Regions from separate parts of the Mus musculus genome. Here region 1 is linked to region 2. The links are chromatin contacts, called in public promoter capture Hi-C maps. All regions are on one chromosome and are shown on one strand. The core of a region is the stretch at or near the end of the contact, and the rest is flanking DNA. Distances in the headings are between cores, read along the strand shown.

The links. Promoter capture Hi-C pulls out the DNA fragments that hold promoters and counts their contacts.
Region 1: a promoter capture Hi-C map of embryonic stem cells shows a contact between it and region 2, with 4 times the contacts expected there. A contact is called at or near these places in 2 of 39 promoter capture datasets (embryonic stem cells and liver) and 2 of 484 Hi-C or Micro-C datasets (both in embryonic stem cells).

What each region holds. Positions count from the first base shown.
Region 1 is chr19:28,676,803-28,683,826 of GRCm38.p6, reverse strand. It overlaps Glis3 (GLIS family zinc finger 3), which reads left to right and starts at 3,750. Exons shown (of 11, transcript NM_175459.6): 1 at 3,750-4,231. It overlaps D930032P07Rik (RIKEN cDNA D930032P07 gene), which reads right to left and starts at 5,603. Exons shown (of 5, transcript NR_045330.1): 1 at 5,522-5,603.
Region 2 is chr19:25,670,719-25,677,411 of GRCm38.p6, reverse strand. It overlaps Dmrt2 (doublesex and mab-3 related transcription factor 2), which reads right to left and starts at 5,001. Exons shown (of 4, transcript NM_145831.3): 1 at 4,654-5,001; 2 at 3,436-3,996; 3 at 1,759-1,861. The coding sequence starts at 3,960. It overlaps 2610016A17Rik (RIKEN cDNA 2610016A17 gene), which reads left to right and starts at 5,173. Exons shown (of 2, transcript NR_045347.1): 1 at 5,173-5,334; 2 at 5,967-6,278.

The DNA of each region.
Region 1 (7,024 bases), core at 2,501-5,000, 3.0 Mb before region 2:
CGACTTCCCTGAACCTCACTGTCCTTGCTTCCTAGACTCCGCTTACTAATGGCCGTTCCATGGCTTTGAGGAATGATAAGGTGATATACTCCAGAGCCTAGAGGTTTTGCTCTCTCCCCAGCACAGGGGGTTGAAGACCTTAAGTAACATCTCCCTATGAGCAGAGACCGCCATGTGTGACTCTTTGAGTCTCAGTGCTTGGACAGACTAGGTACATCTGAGCTGGCACAGGGCGCTGTCTGCTGAGTCACTTGTCTTGAGTCAGTGGTTGAGATTAATACAATGTGGGTCTCTGGAGAGGGAAGATGCTGGCTGGGCCACAGTTCCCACCTCTCTGGCTGAAAGGTCTCCTCTAGGCGTGACTCCTAAGAACAAAAGACGGGGAGGCTCATGGGGAGGGAAGCCTGACATTTCTGCCCACCATCACATTCTTTTCCCACTGTCTCTCATCCCTCTCCTCTGACCCCTTCAATTTGGAACCAGCACTGTTTTCATTGAGTCACTCTAGAGTTGATCTGGTGTCATGCCAGGGTTGCTATAACTCTAGGGAGAGAAACGCACGACAGAGCGACACTCTTGCTCCCACCCCAAACACTGTGCCTATTTAGTGGCAAACATATTAGGAATATTAGAGACTCGTGAAAATGCCACCTGAATAAAACACCATCCCCACTGTTTTTTTTTTATTATTATTCGAGACAGGGTTTCTCTGTATAGCCCTGGAACTCACTTTGTAGACCAGGCTGGCCTCGAACTCAGAAATCTGCCTGCCTCTGCCTCCTGAGTGCTGGGATTAAAGGCATGCGCCACCACCGCCGTCTGGCACCATTCCTACTCTTGTGCTCAAAATAACAAAGGGAATTTGGGGCTCTCTACACTATGCTAATGACTTTAATGACCTGCAACTTCCTTATTATCTCATTCCCATGAGTAATTTATTAAAGTTGAGTATGGCACTAGATGTTTTCTCTTATAGCTTTGATATTTCCATCGTGTGAGGAGTTTCAGGAGTTTGTGTTAGGTCCTAAGACATTGTGTTTTCATTCTACACGTTGAAACCACAGCATTTCAACATTACCTAAATGCTGGCAAAGTTTTCATTTTTCCTGTCTGTCTTCTCATCCCTCCGCCTGGCTTTACTTCAGCCTGGGGAGTGGCAGGAGCATTCGAGGAGCAGAGTTTCCTGTGATGCTTGGAACTTTAGCAGCCTGTTCTGCGCCTGAAGGCTGCCGTTCATAAGGATGGTTTTTTTTTTTTTTTTTTTTTTAATGTGAATGTCAGGCATGTTGCAATAACTAGCCACAATGGAATAATCATGGCAATTTCCACCAGTTGGTTTCTTTGTTTTTGAGATGTTACTGTATGCTTCATTTTATGAGTATTTTCTTTTCTTACGTGTGGTTGGACACGTCTAGTGCCATCCTAGGCTTGGGCATTTGTATTTAAAAGGAGATGAAGAGCAGAGAGAGGGAGACACAGGAAATGGAGAGAGTGACAGAGCACAGCGCTTACTGTTTTATTCCCTTGCCTTTGGCTTCTGATGACAGACACGGTGGTGTTTTATAGAGTTTGTGTTTCCCTCCAAAAGAAATGAAGAGCGTAAGAAGGTCTACGGAAGCAGTATTGTGAAAACGAGGTTTCTCCTGCTGACGTTACTGATTATTACAGATTAAGACCCAGTAACGCTTCTTTTGAAATGAGACACACACACACAACTGCCAACAATCTTTTTGGTTGGTTTCCTGGCCTAAGTCATTTGTGTCCTTGGGGGTTTTCTATATATTATAAGGCTACGTTATATTAGAATGAGAGTAGAATAGAGAGTCTAAGGACCAGAGGAATTGTTTCTGTGTATATTGTATGTGTTTGCGTGTTCGTGTGTGTACACAAATCTGTGCACACACGTGGAGGCTGGAGGTCTGTGTAGTTGTCTTTCTCCTTTTATTTATTTATTTTACTTTTGGACAGGATGCTTCACTGACTTTGCTACACTGGCAGGCTCCAGGGATCTGGATGTCTACCCCCTCCCCAACTCCCAACCAGTGCAGGAATTTCAAGTGTGTACTACAGCGCTAGACTTTTTAACATAGGTTCTGTGGGTTTGAACACAGGCCCCACACTCTTTTTTTTTGTTTGTTTTTGTTTTTGTTTTTTTTTTTTTTTTTTTGAGACAGGGTTTCTCTGTGTAGCATAGCCCTGGCTGTCCTGGAACTCACTTTGTAGACCAGGCTGGCCTCAAACTCAGAAATCCACCTGCCTCTGCCTCCCAAGTGCTAGGATTAAAGGCGTGTGCCACCACTGCCCAGCCCCAGGTCCCACACTCTTTATATATATTTTTTTTCTTCTTCGTTTTTATTAGATATTTTCTTCATTTACATTTCTTTTTTCCCCAACTTTTTATTAGGTATTTTCTTCATTTACATTTCAAATGCTTTTCCAAAGGTCCCCTATACTCCCCCACCCTGCCCTGCTCCCCTACCCACCCACTCCCACTTCTTGGCCCTGGTGTTCCCCTGTACTGGGGAATATAAAGTTTGCAAGACCAAGAGGCCTCTCTTCCCAGTGATGGCCAACTAGGCCACCTTCTGCTACATATGCAGCTAGAGACACGAGCTCTGGGGATACTGATTAGTTCATATTGTTGTTCCACCCATAGGGTTGCAGACCCCTTTAGCTCCTTGGGTACTTTCTCTAGCTCCTCCGTTGGGGCCCTGTGTTCCATCCAATAGCTGACTGTGTGGTCCCACACTCTTAAGGCAAACATTTCACTCACTGAGCTGTCTCTCTCCAGACCCAGCCTAGCGAGGAGTATCCTAAGCTGTGGCACCACCGAGTTCATTTCATCCACAAAGAGGAATAGAACAAAACTCACTGTACAAAGGCCTAACTGGAGGATGCTGAGTGTAAAATACCCGTTGGATTTCAAGCTGGGAAGTCTTTGCTTTCTGTGGCAATCCACAGTGGGTCCACTAACAGGAGGTCTTTTTGCGAGAGGCTTCTGATGGCTCTGATCGAGCCTGATGGAAGGGCTGCAACTTAGGTGGGATAGAAAGCTGGGGAATGTTGAACTCTAAGAAGAAAGTACCACTGTACACAAGCAAAGTCTGCGAGGTGGGTGTGCCATTCCTCCCAGCCTGCTTGTTTCCCCCTCATCCCCACCTTCTTCTCTTCCTTTTATCCTTTGGAAGATGTCACAGGCATCCTCTCTGCATTCCACAGCCAGTTTTGGAATTGCCACCAGCATCCAATCCCACATATTAGGGTTCCTCCCCCCTCCGTTTTTATCACTTTTCCGTTTCCACTCCCCCCCGCCCCCTTTTACTACAAGGATTTCTCTCTTGATCCATGAGAGTTGACAACAGGTCCTGTTGAAGGGCTGACACTTTTTTAGATTAAAAAAAAAAGGCAAACAAATAGGTTCAGAAAGGTGAAGAGTCGCCCCGCGGTTACCCGCTCTGGAGTTTTATGGGAAGGAGCGTGTGTGCGCGAACGTCAAGAGGGAGACACTGGCTGGCCTGGTGACCAGGAGCCCGCCCCCATCCCTCCCCGCCCCCTCCGGCGCTCACACTCAGGAAGCAGCTGGCTGCGGGCCGGCCCTCGCGGCCGCACACACATCCACACTCCTCGCCTGGCAGCCTCCCTCCCGCCCTCTTCCCCCTTTCCCCTCTCTCCCTGCAGCCGCGTCCCTACTGCGCCGCCGGGGCAGCCCAGAGCGCGGCGCGCAAGGGCACCGGCGCCAGGGTCCGCGCACCTCGGGGCCGCGGCGGGCCCGGGTCCAGGCTCGCACCGGCGCTCTCTAGCCGCGACCCAGCTCAGGCAGCCAGCATCCCGAGCCCGGCCCCTCCAGGCGTCGCCCTCGGCCCCGAGCGAGGATGAGCACCCCGGGCCAGGCATGAAGTCGCCTCTCAACTTTGTAAAGACATGACTGGAGTGTGCCTGTGCGTAGCGCGGACAGGGAGCTGATGCGGAGAGTCGGCCCGCTGCCCTGCCTCCTCCTCCCAGGGCCGCCGCCGTCGCAGCCTCGCGCGGGCACACACACGGCCCTCCGGCCGTAGTTCCGCGCTCCGGCCACGGGCTTGGATGCGAGTTTTCCTTTCCGAAGGAGGCAGAGCCGGCGTGGAGCGCTGAGGGGGCTCAGCCTCCACCCACGCATCGCTAGTGTTGTCACGAGCGGGCTGGCCGGGAGAAGGGACTCGCTCGCCTAGCTTTGTTGTGGAAATCCGGTTACCTGGTAAGTGGATGCCATAGGAACTTTGTTCTGCAGGCGAGGGACAGAGAGAGAAGGCGCTAGAGAGTGTGGGGGCGGTCAAGCCTGGGGACGCAAACTCGGGATTAGAAAGAGTTTCTGCATGCCGGCTTGGTGGCATTCGCACGGGTTTGAGGACAGGAGCACACCAACTCCCCCAGACTCACAGGGCTTCTAGAGACCTAGGCACACCTTACCGAGGCTGATGGCAATACTCATTTAGCCATCAAACTGGCTGTCAGTTACCTAAGAGCGCGGGGTGTAGACAGAAAGGAAACCAACAAGGTGTGGAAGTTTCGTTTATGAGGGAGAGTCTCCGTGCCTTTTAACTGAAAATACAGGTACCAGAAGGTTACACAATCAGGGCCAGATACAGGGCGAGCACCGGGGTCCTACTTAGGGAAACTTTGGCAAAGTGGGGAGTGATGGGACTTTGAGGTCTTTAGCTCACAGTCGGGGTTGTAGTTGTCTTTTCGGCTTCCACGTGTTTATGGGGCGCCACGAAGGCTGTTTTTCACTTCTCCGTCTCATCCAAGTTGGTGTCCCCATTGTTCAGTGAGGTCCTCGGGTTTGGGGGCACAGCTACTAGTTAGGAGCGGTGCATCGACCCGCAGCCGCCAAGTTTTCAACTGTAACCTCCCACGCCACGAAATCGCAGACACATTCAGACACCTAGCACTCCCCGCCGGGTTTGTCACCTCGCGTTTACATTTTTATGGGCCGGGGACAAAATGTCAGCACTGTTTGGGAAATGTCTGTCTCGAGTCCCGCTTCAAGGCTCCGGTCCCTATAAATGACCCTGTGTCTATTTTGAAGTCGGTCGGGATCACTTTCTGGAAAGCGTGAGTGAGCTGTTGGCTCTCCTAGACACACACCTTGCCCCAAGCAACAGTTCCAAGTTACTCACTAGAGCTGACAAGTCACCCGGGGGACGAGAAACTCACCCAAGTGTCTGAAAACCTTGACCAGGGCGGATTTGTCATCCTACTATGGATGATTCAAGTAGGTACCTGGAGGAAACTTTTGGAGGTTTCCTTTTTTTTTTTCTTTTTTTGGCAAAAAGGTTCGTCGAGGTCGCGCCCTTAGATCTGGTAGTGTGTTTGGGAGGCAATAGCAAAACGACACTCGTGGGGGCAGGGAGGGTAGTCGCCCCGTGGTCCGGACAGGGTCACAGTGCAGGGCCCTATGTACCCCAGTGCGGCTCCGGGTGCTTTGGCCAGCAGGGTCCCCCGCAGCCCGGCTTCCTAACTGGCGGCCTTTCAGCCCCTTACTTACTCAGAAAGTGGTTGCACAACAGGAAGCCGGCACGAGTTTGTTTTGTTTTGTTGCGTTCTCTCGCTCGCGCCGCGGGAGGGGGAGGGGGGAGAGCGGGGGCGGTCTGGTTGCCCAGAGCACCGGGAAGGCTCCACTTCACCTCCGGACCCGCCCCTCGCTCACCTCCGGAGATCCCTGAGGCTAGGACCCAAGACCCCCCGCGGGGCAAAGGTGTGTGGGTGTGCCGTGTGTGGGAGGGTGCTGAGGACCCCAGGAGGGGTGTTCACCCACTGTCCCGGGCCGCACATCTTGACCCCGCACCCCTAGCCACTCCTGGTTCCTCTGCTCTGTGTACCTCCCTTCCTGGCTTGTCTTCCTTGACATCCGCTAGGTCCCATGGGATAGAGTGTAGGGGATCACTTCCGGAATTCTCCAGAGCAGTGCCCGCAGGGACTGCACTCCAGCAATTGCAATTGGAGAGGACACCTTTCCAATTCCTTAGAGCTTTAGGACTTCAACATCTCTTGAATTGGGGGTAGTGGTCTCAGGTGGCCCTAGAGTTGGTGAGGAAAGAGAAGTTTATACAGCTCCCCCCAGTGGACCAGTTCTCTGGGTTATGGGACCCAGAGAAAGAACCCCTGCCAAACTTAAGCATCTAGAAAAAACACTGAGGCTCACAGTGGAGAGCATTTCTTGGCCCGAAGGTGAACTCCAGACAAATGCAAACTCTCTTGTGTCCGTTCTGAAGCTTTGATGAGTCACGATTTCTTCATTGGGAAGTAGCCAGGCCCGGTTCCCTAAATGTCTCCGTGCCCGTTGGACTTCAATTTTTAGACTACGTTAGGAATTTTGATTCATTGTAAAAATGAATTTGGGTTAGTTTAAAAATTCTTACTCCTCCTTTTTCTCTTTGGTTTCCTGTGAGGCTACACAAAGCAGGTGCAGCCTGCAAAAGTTTGCAGAAAAACAATGAAGGCTGTCCCTGGAAATGATCTATAGAGAGAGAACTGTGTGAGAGGGCACCCCCCCCCCTTCTCTAGTGAGAACTGCTGACATTTAAGGCCTTTACTAGGATCTGCTACAGTGTTCATTTAGAGGAGCTCCAGCCCCTCCCCCTTGAACTGAAGGAGGCTTTCTTCCCATTCTTATTGCTACTTAGTTCGTGTCTTTTCTTTCCTGTCAGGACTCAGGCCTCCTTCAGAGTGAGTAATTACTTCTGTGTGCTCTGGGTGGATTCCCTGTCTCCTTGCTTCCCTTGAGGTCAGTTCAGGTAGAGTGGCTTTTCTTCACGCCATCGTTGGTCCATCCAATGTTTCCACCAGTTTCATTGGCGATTCTACCAAAGTTCTTCCGGTTAGCAGAGTTTGGATACCTGGAGTTGTCCCGTTTGGAAAGTGACTCTCCTTGGATGGACTCTGGAGTATACCTAGTGGGGTGGATTTTTTGCCTGACCCAAAAAAAAAAAAAAAAAAAATCCCGACTGGGGACAGTTGAATGGCTGGAAGTGATGCTTTGTAAAAGTTC
Region 2 (6,693 bases), core at 3,752-6,251:
TATTATACCAACTGAGACTTGAGTATTCTTCCCAGATCATAGATATCGAGAGACAAATCTGTCCACCTTACTTCATTGCCCGTATCATCTTTTTTACCTTTTTTTTTTTTTTGGATTATTATAAAAGATATCTATACCTACAGCTGACGCCACTTTTATTTTCTAAAGATGTCTCATTATGTACACATTGTTACAGCTGTAGAATAATCCAAGGAGAACTAGGAGAAAAAGAAAAAGAAAGTTAAAGGAGATTAGGAAAGAGGGGGAAAAAAAAGAAGAAAAGACTTGAGGATATAGCGAAGTGAAGAGAAAGTTAACTAGCCCAAACACACAGCCACACAGGGAAACTAACAATTTAGCCTGGCTTCCTCTTGACCTCCAGAACAAACAAAGCAAGGCAAAACAGTGGGGGTGGAGGGGAAGACCCCTCCAGGTCACTGGCAACAACAGGTCTCCAGCATTCTTTCCCCAAGTTCATTCACAATGGCCAAACACCTAAAGGGCTGAACAAGCAGGTCGCGGGGATGCAGATGGAACCATGCACAGTCCACGAACAGAGGCAAAATCAAAAGCCAAAATCTAATACAACATAAATAGAATGTTTACAGTACTTCTCTGCTCCCAAACACTCACCCACAGGTAGCAGATTTTTCTGAAGAAGCTAGAGTAGAGCTTGTGTTTACCCAGTGGCAAGCCCATTATGCTCATTTGCAAATAGAATAAAAGTGGAAAATGATTGTTTCCACTAGGCTAAGTGTTTGGCAAAAAGTTATTTACTTGAGTTGACTTTTCCATTGAGACGTGGAGTGTCTCAACTTGCTTTGGCAAAAATCTCAGTTCATCAATGAGGTTCCTATGCCTGTAGATGTTTGCAGGCTTTGTAACCAAACTCACTTTTGAGTCCTCAGGAACTCTTTCTAAGGTCAGAAGTGCACAGCACAGGCTGAGACACACACTTTAAACCTGTCCCGGATCAGCTAAACTCAGAAGACTCACAGGAAAGGAAGAAAAGAAAAAGAAATCCTCAACTGACCGCTAAGCCCTTCTTTCTCTAAGCTGAGCTGTAGGAAGGGGTAGTTTAAAGCAGATCAAAGTGGATGTAGCTTCACTTTAGATAAAGGGAAAGGAAAAATGACAATGGCCAGTGCAGTGCTTAGCCCATCGATAAATAAACTCCATGCTTTAGAAAATCGTCACTATTTTAAGAAAAATGAGCGTGTCTCTAGGGCTTGTGGGAAATGAAGGCAAGGGGAGAAGTTAACTAGCAGCAAGCAGTTTGCTTGTTTGGTCCAAAGCCTCTCCCAGTCTGCAGCCTTGACTGACAGAAGCCATAAGGTAGAAGTGTGGAGAGGTAACAACCGGCTAAACTTCCAAAGAGGAAAAGCACGCTAAAGAGTGAAACCTGAGGCTAGAGGAGACGCTTGGTCACAGTAGCTATAACCTTACTTAGTTTACTCTGCCCATTAAACTCCTTCAATAACTAAGAGAGTTGCGGGGGCGGGGGAGGGGGGGGTGTTCCAGGATCACTTGACAGTGAATTTTTCTATGTCGCTCACACTTGGGTAAATTTCACCAGGTGTAACAGCGGAGGATAATACTGTCTTAGTGGCCAAAATCTCTGTGAGTTTTTTGCCCCAAGGAAAACTTCTAATGAAAATTTGCTCCTTCCTGGGCTAATATATAGATCATGCATGGAAATATTAAGTATCTCTCAACTCGGTTTTTAAAAGCCAAAGGACAACTTGAAGTTATATTTACCTTCTAAAATGCTTTTGGCCAGCAAACTCGGCGCCCTGACTTGCCTCTGGTACACTGCTTTCCGATCGAAATTGTTCTGTTTCCCAGAAAGCCCCTTCTTGTCCTGTAAATTCAAGAAACAACTGTGAGGAGCAGCATCCAGAAAGCCTCTGAAACCACCCCAACCTTTAACGCATTTGTTTTGCCAACTCTTATGAGAAAAAAATCATTCCAAAATAATTAACGGGAGTGCCTCTTAATCTCACGAAGCTGAGAACACGTGTAGAGAGGGAGGTGAGACCCACAGTCAAGGAGACTTTAAGAACAGAGCCTAGAAAGATTGGGTGGGGGGATGGTTGCCTCCTCAGTGTGAAAGTGCCCAGGCTGTCACCCTACCTTGACACTGAGGCAGAACTTGATGCCCATTAGGCAGAATATTAACTGCCTCTGAGGACCAAAAAAAAAAAAAAAAAAAAAAAAAAATACAGGGTGGTTTCTCCCCTAGGTGGAGTAGACACTATGGGGTGCCAGAGTTTGAGGGGGGTCTTCTGTATTTATCTAGTTCTCTGGAGGAGGTGGTATACGTGAAGGCAGAAAAAAAAACTCTTAAGGGACACCAGCCTGGGAGTCCTCTGGTCACTGCCAGGTTACTCCCAACTAGCCCATCTAGGAAAGAGGTTGAACCCAGAGCCAGGGCCATCTGAGGTTCCCCAAGCCCGTCTGGTGAGTTTGAGCAGGTTCCCTTTGGAGTCACCCACTATATTCGGTGACCTAACTACCTCCCAGCACCTATCTGCAGGGGAAGTCAAATCGAAAGTTTTCCCGGGGAACCCGGGTAGAAGATCAATTGCAGAGCACTTGCCTAAAGGCCACCTCGGCCAGGGAAAACAATCAAACAATCACAGGAATAACGATAACAAAGAATTCAACATTTTGCCTAACCTCAGGTCTGAGAGGAGATTCTGTGAAACCTGCATCACTTCCCCCAAAGCAACAAGAGGAAGTATAAACTCCAGGGTTCAAAAGTCTCTCTAGGAGAAATCCTGACTTCTCACAACAGAACCGCACCGCACCGCACCGCACCGCACCGCACCGCACCGCACCGCACCGCACCGCACCGCACCGCACCGCACCGCACCGCACCGCACCGCACCGCACCGTGGGGACTGCTAAGACCTCTAAGCATTCTCTGGCAGGTCACATAGTCAATAGCCTTGGACTGAGGGGCCCTTAACTCCGCTGTCATATTGGTCTCATCCGGAAAATGGGCATCAAGTTCTGCCTAAGTATCAAGGTGGGGCGACACACAGTGACAGCACCGCGTGCTGCTTCATCCTGACTGGACATCAACCGCTCTGTCAACCACCTTCCTCCCTCCCCAACCACCTGCAAAACTAAACCCGAAAATATTTATTTTTATTGACTTTTCCGCGATGTCCCAAATGGACCTAATTCCTTTGCCTCTCAATGCTTTTTGAATAGGAGACTTTTTCAGCACTTTCTGCATCGAAGGCCACGGCTTTCCCTCCGGAACCCCGCAGGCTAGCGAGACAGTGTCTGAACCTCTCCTGCCAGGCGATCTGAGATCGAGGGTCACTGGGTTGTGTGAGTGGAAGCCCAGCTCCTTGCTGTAAGGGACTCCCTCATCCTGCCTGGGCGCGCACCCTGGAGACCTATCCCCAGCCTGTCGGCACCCACCTCTGTGGCCTGCTGCCTCCGGAGCGCCACCTGGGCGGCCATGACACGCTGGCGCTCCACCACCAGCAGGCAGTTGGCGCACTGGCAGTCCCGCCAGCGACAGAATCGCTTGTGGCCCTTGAGACAGGATACCACGCCGTGGTTGCGGCAGCGTGCGCACTTGGGTGTGCGGCTCAGTTTGCGCGGCTCTGCGCCGCCACCGGCGGTGGCACCGCGCTCAGGGGCGGCGGCGGCGGCTGGCAGCGCCTGAGCAGCAGGCGGTGGCCTGGGTGCCAGTCCCCCGGGCTGCTCTGGCCGGCCTGGCACCTCCGAGGACACGCCGGGCTCCTCGCCGTCACCCTCGTCCTCCACATCTTCATCCTCCTCTTCTTCGTCCTCGTCCTCCTCCCCATCGGCCGCCGCCGGACTGGGTTCCTGCGGCGGCGTGGCCCGCAGTGGAGTCCCACAGCTATCTTCCTCCAGGTCTAGGCTTTCCACGTCGATCTCCCAGTCCCCGACTCCCGGGACTGCCTGCCCTTCCGTCATGACACTAGACTGTCGTTCGGCTCGGTTGCCCGCGCGCTAGGGAGACAGAAAAAGGCCTAAAGACCCGTCGCAATTAGGGACCCTCTCTGAGACTCGGCCCAGAATTTCTGCAAGGCCAGCTTTCCCCCTTGAATTACTCAGTTTTCTTCTACAGGCCACACCCGAGATCCACAGTTCAACGAAGCTTGTATTTTACTAATTCTAAGTGGTCTGTGCACCTGACCTTTAACCTGAGTCCTGTCTGCCTTTCCAGACAAGTCACCCACTGACCTTACTAACTGGCCAGTTTAAGCCACTTGTCAGGCTTTTCCACAGCCAGTTAACATGGCCATGATAAATATAAAAATGTCGAAGGTACAACTATCTTTCCTTTTATTACAAGGGACCTTGAAACCTCGTTTTCCAAATGTCTCTCATTGACCTACACCACCACAAAGACTCTAGAGAGGTCTTCTCGTCCCTCCGGTTCCCCTAAACCGATGCTCTATATAGGACACACACAGGGAGTGGGGGACACAGCCATGAAGCTGAAGAAGCTGGTCTGGTATCAGTAGTGCTTGAGCCGCACAAGGTTGAGGGAACTTGATTTTCATCTTTAAGGCAAGACAACCAGAAACAGAAAGAAGCCGTAGTGAAGAGTCACGCCCCGTGCCCTCCCTGGCTCCCGAGCAGCGGCGACAACACAGCACTCACCAAGAACCAGGCTCAGGCTAGCAACCCAGTTAAAAGAGAGCCAGCTTCAGGATCTGTCCCCCGGAGCTGCAGGCAGTGGGAGCAAACAGAATTGGGTCTGAGAGCAGGAGGCGGGAGCCCACTGGATGGCGACCGGGGGACAGAGGCCGGAGGCGAGTCAAGGCCTCAGCAACCTCACCCCGTACATTCCAAATTCTGCAAAGTTCTGTTCGGTCCTCTGCACCCTGGATCGCCTCACTTCACTTCCCACTTCTGGTCCAAAGAGGACGGAAAAGGTCCGGCCCGGACCCAGGACTCCGCCTCAGGCGCACCCTGCTTGCTTTCGGCGCAGAGACACTCACTGCAGTCGGGGACCTGAGCTCCCCTTCCTAGTATTATCCACCACCCACCCCCACCCCGAGCTCTGCGTCCTCTGATTGGTTGGTTTTCAGGCGGTGTGCACGCCGATTGGCCGGAGCACTAGGGCTGAGCGCCCTCCTCCTCAGCCCAGTGGAAGCTTCCCTTTAGCGCTACTGCGCCGCCGGAGTCCACCCGCCAGCCTTCGCTGCAGCCGGGTCCCTGATCCAGAAGCTAAACCTAAAAATGTGGGCAGTGGTTGCGGCGGAGCAGTCGCCTTTTATCTCGCCGACTAGAGAACAAGCTGATTCTCGTACTCTTATACATCGCGTTGTTCTCGAGAAGGTAACTAAGGGGTAGAGATCAGAAAGGTTAGCGTTGATTTCTATCGATGATATCATAATCTCCGGTGTTTAACCATCGACCGGCAGTTGGGCCGAGAGAAGAGGCCACTCTAAAGTGGGCACTCTGGCATCCTTCTCTCCGCACGAACAAGTCCATGTTTATCTTGCTGGTCAGCGCCCAGATGTCTTACAAATATCTGTAGTTTGTGGATAACTCCGAGGTGCAAAGCAGTTCCTTACTTCCATAGAGCTTGCGAGGCAGGTGGCAGCAACGACTACAGCCCATCTACGGTTTCCTGTTATCAGTGGATAGCACAGTCCATTCTGGGAGCAAATAGAAATAAACCACGCCATTAGCAATTTTAGATACAAAAAAATATTCAATCTAAGCAAGCATTTATACAAAAACTTTTAAAACGTAGCAGCCTTTTAGCATGTGTGAATGAGTGATTATCAAGAAAACTAACTTTCTTCTCTCTCTCTCTCTCTCTTTCTCTCTCTCTCAAAATACCCTTCACAAAAATGTTTGAAACAAAGTCAAATTTCCCACGAATAATAGAGAAGTCCTTTAAGCAACGCGACAGTCTATTACCTTAAGCTAAATTTAAAAATCCCATCGATGCTTCTTTAAAGGGTTCTCCTTAAGATCCAGCCCTCCGCAGGAAGAGCGGGTTAGAAAACACATCAGAAAACAGGTTGTCGATTTCCTGGGCACGCGCTACAGTGGCGATGGATATCTGTTGATGGGAGAAAATTTCGGAGCTGATTCTTTTCCTCTAATCCGAACCTGTCAGAAAATTCCAAGTCAACCAAGCTCGCCTAAGTGAGAACAAAGACCAGCTGCCTGCCTGCCTGCCTCCCTGCCGGAAGCGCAGGTATTCTCAGGCCCTTGTGAGGTTGAACGCTTCCTAATATCCAGTTAATGTATAAAGATGACTTTCTATATGTTCCTGTAGATTTTTTTCTTTCAGTGTCTCTGGGGGCCTTGAGGGGCGACTTGTTAGCTTCAAGGCTCCCCACTGAGGCAGCGGGGGAACTAATCCTTGGTACCGGTTCCTCAGCACCCCCTAGTTTCCTCATTTGTGGTCTTCCTTATCTAACTTAACTCGCCTAATTTTTTTTCTAACCTGGGTGGGTGCGTTTAAGTTCTTGACTACAGTAGAAACGTGTTTTCTAACCTTCGTTTTCTCCAGTGATGAAAGTGAGGAGTCCTGAAATTCCCATTGTCCTTCGGGAAAGCTGGGGACCTGGTCAAGAACCTTGGACCAGGATAGCCCTCTGCCCTGAAGGGACAGAGTGAGGAGTCCTCGGCTCTCAGCCGGAAATGGTCGCAGCTGGTTTGCCACGGCCTCTTGGTTAT